2 separate regions of the Mus musculus genome follow, and region 2 is linked to region 1. A link is a contact called in public HiChIP or PLAC-seq data. All regions are on one chromosome and are shown on one strand. The core of a region is the stretch at or near the end of the contact, and the rest is flanking DNA. Distances in the headings are between cores, read along the strand shown. Region 1 holds the start of Myadm (myeloid-associated differentiation marker). Region 2 overlaps Cacng7 (calcium channel, voltage-dependent, gamma subunit 7).

Region 1 (3,362 bases), core at 408-2,907:
AAACTAAACTAAAACCCTCCCTTTTGCAAGGCATAAAATGACAAAGAGGGTCTGTTTCTGGGTCTCTTCCCAGACAGGCAAAGTGAGCACACAGCTCTTCGCCTACCCATCCCTACCTTGTTCCCCACCCCCACTTCTGCAAAGCACGAAGCAAGAAGCAAGCGTCCAGGTCCCCTCTCCAGCTCCTCCCTCCTCTGTAGGACACGAAGCTGGCTGTAGTGAGCTCTTGGACCCCTTCGAACCCCCACCTCCCACCCCCTTCGCGAAGCTCCTAGCTTCCTCTCTAGGGCTAGGACTATAAACCTCTCCAGTCTTCCTGGAAGGTAACCAGAAGCAGCCGCCGGGAAGAGACAAGCAGCCGCAGCCGCCACTAGGCCCCGCCCAGCAGCAGCAGAGCAAGGCCGCGCCCGGGACCGCTGCAGAGCGGGGTGAGTGAGTGCAGCCAGGAGGGAGGGAACCAGGTGTCCTGGGTCTCCGCCCTGCCCAGGGGGCCAGCATTGGGACCTTTAGGAGAGACCTAAAGGTCCCTCCAGCATCGCGACCTTCAGCTTCTTTTCCCATCTGGCTCAGTCGAGTTCTTTCAGGCCCTTAAATCCGACTTTTTTTTTTTTTTTTTTTCCCAATCCTGCATCTCTTTCCTGCTTTTGCCCCTCTCCTCCCGGTACTATAGGGCCCGAGGAATCCTTCCCATATGATAGAACCTAGAATCCAGAGCTCCGGGCCCTAGCCCTGTCCTCATAAAGATTCTGAGTCTCTCCCTTTGTCCTGAAGGCAGGAATTCAGGCCAAAAATAGCGTGCCCTTCTAGACTCAGGCAACCAACCAACCAACCACATATGTTTTGAAAACTGAACGCTCAGAAATCTGGTACCCTCCCTCCAAATTTCCAGGAATTTAGCTACTATCCATCATCCTTTCGCGTCTCCTGGCTGTGATCTTCTGAGACTTGGCCCAAGGGTCCTCAGGCCATGATTACAGTGTAATTGGAGATATGGCCCACTCTCTATGCAGACCCCTAAACGAAGGAATCTAGTCTTTGTTTTTTGGGGGTGGGCCCTCACTAGTCAAGGTAGCTTAAGCTCAAGGCCTGGCACCCTAAATTCTGCTTCAGGTAGACAAGACTCCGTTAAACAGAGGTCTAGCTGACCCTCAAACTGCTGGGACCTGGATGTGTAAGATTTCCTTTTTCTGGGTATCGTGGGGGAACTGATAGACAGAGGCGTGGGGCGGAGAGCGGGAGAACTGAATGAGAGGTGAGACTAGGCGTGGGGACCCGGCTTAGTGGGGGGGGGGCGACGACTCTATCTGAAACAAATCATAAACAAGTACGTTTCTATGGCAACAGCATTCTCCGGTCTACCCTGAAGATTTCTTTCTAGAGCTATGACAGGGAGGATAGCCCCCAGGAGACCCCACCCCTCCAGCTGCTGTGTCTTCCTGTTTTGTCTCCACGGCTACGGTGACCTCAGCTCTGCACCCCCTCACTGGTAGGGCGGGAGATCCAGGACGCTAGCCTTCTGGGGGCGTGGTGTGGCATTAGCCCCGCCTTCGGGGCCTACCAGGGATAGCCTGAATGAAGGGAAAGTCCCTTTTCACCGCCCTAGCCAGGCCCAAACCCCGCCCACAACCCCTCCCTCGCGCGCTCCTCAGCTGGCCAACTCCACCCAGTCCTAAGACCCTTTTGGTCTGCAGCTGTCGTCCTTGTTTGTGCTACAGTCGCCACTGCCTGGAGAGGTAAAGCTGCAGGGACCCCCAAAGGGAAGGAGTTGTGGTCCAGGATCCTTGGTTCTAGAAAGAGGAGTGGGCACGGATTCAGGTGTCTGGATCCCTAGAAACACTGCAGTTGGACCAGGACTCAAGCTCTGGATGAAAGGCTGAACATCTGAGCTCATACAGGTCATACATGGGAAAGAAGAGGGACTGGGGAGTGGGCACGTGGGTATGAGGAAGGACGGTGGTACTTGGACCCTTGAGGCTGAGAGCGGTAGGATGGGATCTAGACTCCTAGGTCTGACCAAAAAGGTTTGGGATCTGTATTTAAGATGGGTCTCAGGGAGGAGGGCAGGATTCAGACCTTAATCTGGAGGAAGTTGGGGGTCTGAATTTGTTCTGAGGGAGAAGGTACTGGAGTTTGAATTGGGACGGAAGAAGGGAGGGGCTGGGATCTCGACTCTTGGTTTGAAGACTCGGAAAGATTGAGTATAGATCCCTGAATCCGAGAAGATGGAACTCCTGGATGCTTATACCTGGTGCTTATACCTGGAGGGACTCAGGAGGGGAAAGTCCTTGTTCTGACCCTCCCAGAGGCCTGCACCCGCACTAGAGTATGGGGGGGGGGCTGGGGGGAGGGAGGTAGGAATCTTTGAAGGCTTACGGCTGAGCCCACCACTGGTGTGAGGCGTGGCCTGGAGTCTGTTCAGGGCTGTGCCCAGCATGTGCCCTGTCTGTGGAGTGATGGATGACCTCAGGAGTGTGGCATTGGGGATGGTAGCAGGGGTGCTGGGTGTGGCCCTGAGAGTGGAACTAGACCTAGGAGGAAACTCTAGGGGCGTTTCCTCACCCTGCTTATGTCTTTAGCTGAGCATTCCTGAGCAATGACTTCAAACGATGCTGGAGGCCTCTATCACTAGTTCCGTTACCTCTCCTAAGGTCTTCCTTTCTTTCTATTCCTCCTTTCCTAACTTTTCTCCCTGACAGAAGGATTTATGCTGGACACTAACCCGCCATTTTTGTTTTTGTTTAAAAAATTTTAAAGACAGGCTTTATGTATATAGCCTTTGTAGTCCTGGAACTCGCTATGTAGACCTGGCTGGCCCTGAACTTGTAGAGATCCGTCTGCCTCTTCCTCCTAAATGCTGAGATTACAGGCGATCTGTTGCCCACTTATTATAGTGCGGGGTGCCTGGCTTCCCAAAAAAACCAATCCTGGTGGGAGCTGGGGGTTTCTGCCTTTCTGTCTCAACTCCCAAGTGCCCTGGAGGCTTCTAGTTCCCAGGGAGAATTGCAACTCCTGCATGAGTTCTTGCCTGGAGCCAAGGAAGAGCTGTGTCCTGGAGCTCCATCAGATTGAAGGAGTTTTAAGGAGTCTCATTCCCTTAGCCCCAGTCCCACCCATTAGGGGTTGAACCTAGTACCTCACACATGCTAGTCAAATACTCTACTTAAAACCTCACCACTACTGACTTCCTTTCCCCCCATCCCCACCCCCACCCCTTGGTGGTCTTGAACTCTCTCTGTGACCCCAAGAAGGCCTCGAATTTCCAATCCTGCCTCTACCGGTGCTTTGGGAACACTGTTCTGCACTCCCAGGCCAGACTTTCCTCATTCTGAAAGGACTCAGAGTTCAAAAAAAGATTTTTCCCT
Region 2 (3,362 bases), core at 520-3,019, 76 kb after region 1:
TGTGTGTGTGTGTGTGTATGGGTTGACACATGGAATTGCTTTCCACCTTATATGGCCCTTCAAAAAGATGCCCCTTCCCTGGACCTCACCCTCTTGGATGATGATGTATTTCTTTGATCTTCTTGCTCTTCTTACCTCAGATGGCTTTGCGCCTCTTCTGGACCGCATAATGTTCAGTGAGATGAGCTTTGTAGCACATGTCAATATGCACAGAATGGGTGGTCACTATCCTGCCCTTCACCGTTCAGGTGCACTGAGATCTCAGATAGCAGGCATTGGGTGGGGCGAGGGCAGCTGGTGGATTCATTTCTGGGTTCTGTGCACCCAACCAAGGCCCAGAACAAGAGGTCATTCAAAACCCAGAAGTGAAGCCCAACCCTGTCATGACAGCTACTTGGGAGGCTGAGACAGGAGGTTCAAAAGTTCCAGGCCTGTCTGGGCAAGTAAGTTACTGAGACCCTGATTCAAAATAAAAAGCGAAAAGAGGGCTGGGGATATAGCTCAGTGGTAGAGCTCCTGCCTAGAATTTACCAGTTAGGGATCAAGGCCCAGTGATAGAACTCTTACCTAGATTCCACCACTGTGGATGCATTGCTCAGGTGCAGAATTCCTTCATAGAATCCACCAGTGAGAGGCTGGGGACATGGCTCAGTGGTAGAGTACTTTCCTAGGATTCACCATCAAGAGCTCACTGGTCGAATTCTTCTCTTGATTCCACCAGTAAGGGGCTAGGCTTGTGACTCAGCAAGAGTTCTTGCCTAGAATCCTCTACTGAGAGTCTGGGGGGTGGGGGGAGGTTTCAGTAATTGAGCATCTGCCTAGGATTCCCTAGTGAGGGGCTATAGGCATCGTTCTGACATAGAACACTTGCATACCATTTTGGGGAGAATAGGCTAAGGCTAGTCCTTGATATAAGGCAGAGGGTAGAGGGAAGCACTGAGCGGTCGGGAGTGCTCCCTTCTTATGGTCCTGGCATCCTTCTTCCCTCAGGTCTCTCCTTGGTGGTGGGCTTGGTCCTATACATCTCCAGCATCAACGACGAGGTCATGAACAGGCCCAGCAGCTCTGAGCAGTACTTTCACTATCGCTACGGGTGGTCCTTTGCCTTCGCTGCTTCCTCTTTTCTTCTCAAAGAGGTGATGTATTGGGCCCAGACTGCCAGTTTGAAGACAGAGGTGGGGCGGGATCGGAGTTGGGGGATGGGTGGTGGTGCTGGTGTTAGGGGTATTCCAGCCCCTGGAAGTCTGGAGCAGATGGAGCTCTGAAGATAGTGCCTTTGGATTTGAGGAGAGAAAAAACCTGAAGTTTGGACCTTCCTAGGTCTTAGAGTTGGGAGTCCTAGGTCCTGGGGAAGGACTCCCCGAACAGAGGACGGTCTGATTCTTGTGCCCAGGAGGAAAAGAATGCTATGGGTTATGAGGAAGGTGGTTGTAATCTCTGGGTCTCGGAGAGGAAAGAGCTGGGGGACCCATCTCTCTGCTTTAAAGCTGGGAGTGTTTGGCTGTGTGATTCCTGGGTCCAGGAAGAAGAGGAGACTGGATGGGGAGAGGTGCCTGAACTATGAGGGAGATGGGTTAGACTTTGATTTCTAACCCGTGGGTCCTGGAGGAAATGAGGGCTGGGCCTCTTGGGTTTTGCTGAGGTCTTGGGATGATATGCAGCTGTGATTCCTGGGCTCTGATAGAGAAGGCAGTAGGGTGCTGCCTCTGGGATACTGACTGTGCTTTGCCACAGGGGGCCGGAGTCATGTCCGTGTACTTGTTCACCAAGCGCTACGCGGAGGAAGAGATGTATCGCCCGCACCCGGCCTTCTACCGACCGCGTCTCAGCGACTGCTCCGACTACTCCGGCCAGTTTCTGCAGCCCGAGGCGTGGCGTCGAGGCCGCAGCCCTTCCGACATCTCTAGCGACGTCTCCATTCAGATGACGCAAAATTACCCCCCGGCCATCAAGTACCCGGACCATCTCCACATCTCCACTTCGCCGTGCTGAGGCTGGAGTCCCTCCCTTTCCTCTTTCTCCCTCCCCTCTCCCGCGCCTCACCCATGAAGCCCCAATTCCTTAAGGAACTCTAGGCTGAAGGATGCTGTGCCATCTCCAAGTTCCTACCCATCATCCTCATTTCAACGGCTCCACCCTTTTTCCAATCTCTCCTCACTGATTCATTATACTTCCAAATTATTCCTTCCTCACCTCGCCCCCGTGAGCCCGCCCCTTTCCCTTAGGTCCCTCCCCACCGGTTAATTCCAACCGAGTTTACTATCTTCTGGTGGTATCTTGCACCTAGCTCCCCCAACTCCGCCAGACTCCCGCTTCCGGTAGGGGTGCTGGGTTGGAGAGTGGGTGTAGCAGCCACTGGAATGCCCTGGAACTCCCGCTCCATTCTCTTTGCACACCACCAGGTGCCCTGCAGGTCGCTGGTGGCGGCGGGTGGGGATGAGCTTGCTCTGCCTACAGGGATATGACTATGACTGACCATGACCTTTCTGTTGCCTTTCCGGGACTCCATTTTCTCTCTTTTCTCCTCTGGAAGGTGACCTTCTGTCTTTCTTCTAATGTATTCTTCTTCTTCCTCCCCCCACTTCCTCCTCCTCCTCCGCCTTTCCCTCTCCCACCTCCTCTTCCCATTTATCTTTTCCTCCCTCCACCTGCTCACCCGAAGCCCCTAGGTGCATCCAGCCTCTCACACCAAACAAGGATGGGACCCCAGGGTGGAGGGAGGTTCCCTCATGCTATCTCCACTCCTGTGCCCGCCTCTTCCCCCTCGAGGTTCCTTCGGGGGAGGGAGGGGCAGTAGCGGGGGTTAACACCCCCCAAAACCTCCGTCTTCCATTTTCTGGTACTCCCTCTCATCCATGTCCCTCTTCCCACCTCAAATCCCCAAACTCTGGCCTCTTTCAAGGGCCCGTTCTCCCCCTTGGACAGATTGGGGGGGGGCGGGGGAGGTCGCCAGAAAACCGCCCATCCCACTCCCTTTATTAGGGGAGGAGGGCGAGGTAGCACAGTGTTAACACACACGGAACCAGAACGGCCCCGGGGTGGGGGGAGGGGGCAGGGGAGGGACGGGGGCTTTTAGTTTGCATCTTAGGGGGGAGGGGGGAGGGAGAACAGCAGCAGTTATAACCTGTCTTTACGCAGCGATTTTTAATGAGTCTGGGGGAGGGGGGAGGGAAGCAATAAGGGTGGGGAACCGGTGGGGTGGGGGGCCTGGCTCTGTTATTTACCGTGTATCATATGTAAATATCAATAAACTTTATTTCAAACACGTCTGTGTCTCACCAAAGGGAGGGGATTGGAAGAAAGGAGCTTATGGTATTGGTTTCTCTTAAGGGTAAAGTACTGTTATTCTGACTAGTTCTTGC

Evidence for each region. HiChIP or PLAC-seq counts read pairs in DNA pulled down with a chosen protein or histone mark.
Region 2: a contact with region 1 is called in an H3K27ac HiChIP or PLAC-seq map of embryonic stem cells, with 12 read pairs. The contact joins the enhancer-like site here to the promoter of Myadm in region 1. A contact is called at or near these places in 2 of 39 promoter capture datasets (embryonic stem cells and epiblast stem cells), 8 of 484 Hi-C or Micro-C datasets (the NIH/3T3 cell line, embryonic stem cells and nephron progenitors), 6 of 115 datasets of contacts at active chromatin or transcription factors (bone marrow-derived macrophages and embryonic stem cells) and 2 of 9 other capture datasets (adipose tissue and pancreatic islet).

The regions. Positions count from the first base shown.
Region 1 is chr7:3,288,898-3,292,259 of GRCm38.p6, forward strand. It overlaps Myadm (myeloid-associated differentiation marker), which reads left to right and starts at 1,658. Exons shown (of 3, transcript NM_016969.2): 1 at 1,658-1,733.
Region 2 is chr7:3,364,957-3,368,318 of GRCm38.p6, forward strand. Cacng7 (calcium channel, voltage-dependent, gamma subunit 7) reads left to right here. Exons shown (of 6, transcript NM_133189.5): 5 at 991-1,136; 6 at 1,735-3,265. The coding sequence ends at 1,992. Among named protein-coding and RNA genes, the nearest start is that of Cacng8, 27 kb to the right of the region's middle. Within about 2 kb of position 1,770, at least 26 of the 459 cell types and tissues checked have an H3K27ac peak or open chromatin away from gene starts, as enhancers often do. A contact at or near this core is called in embryonic stem cells, where this site is marked.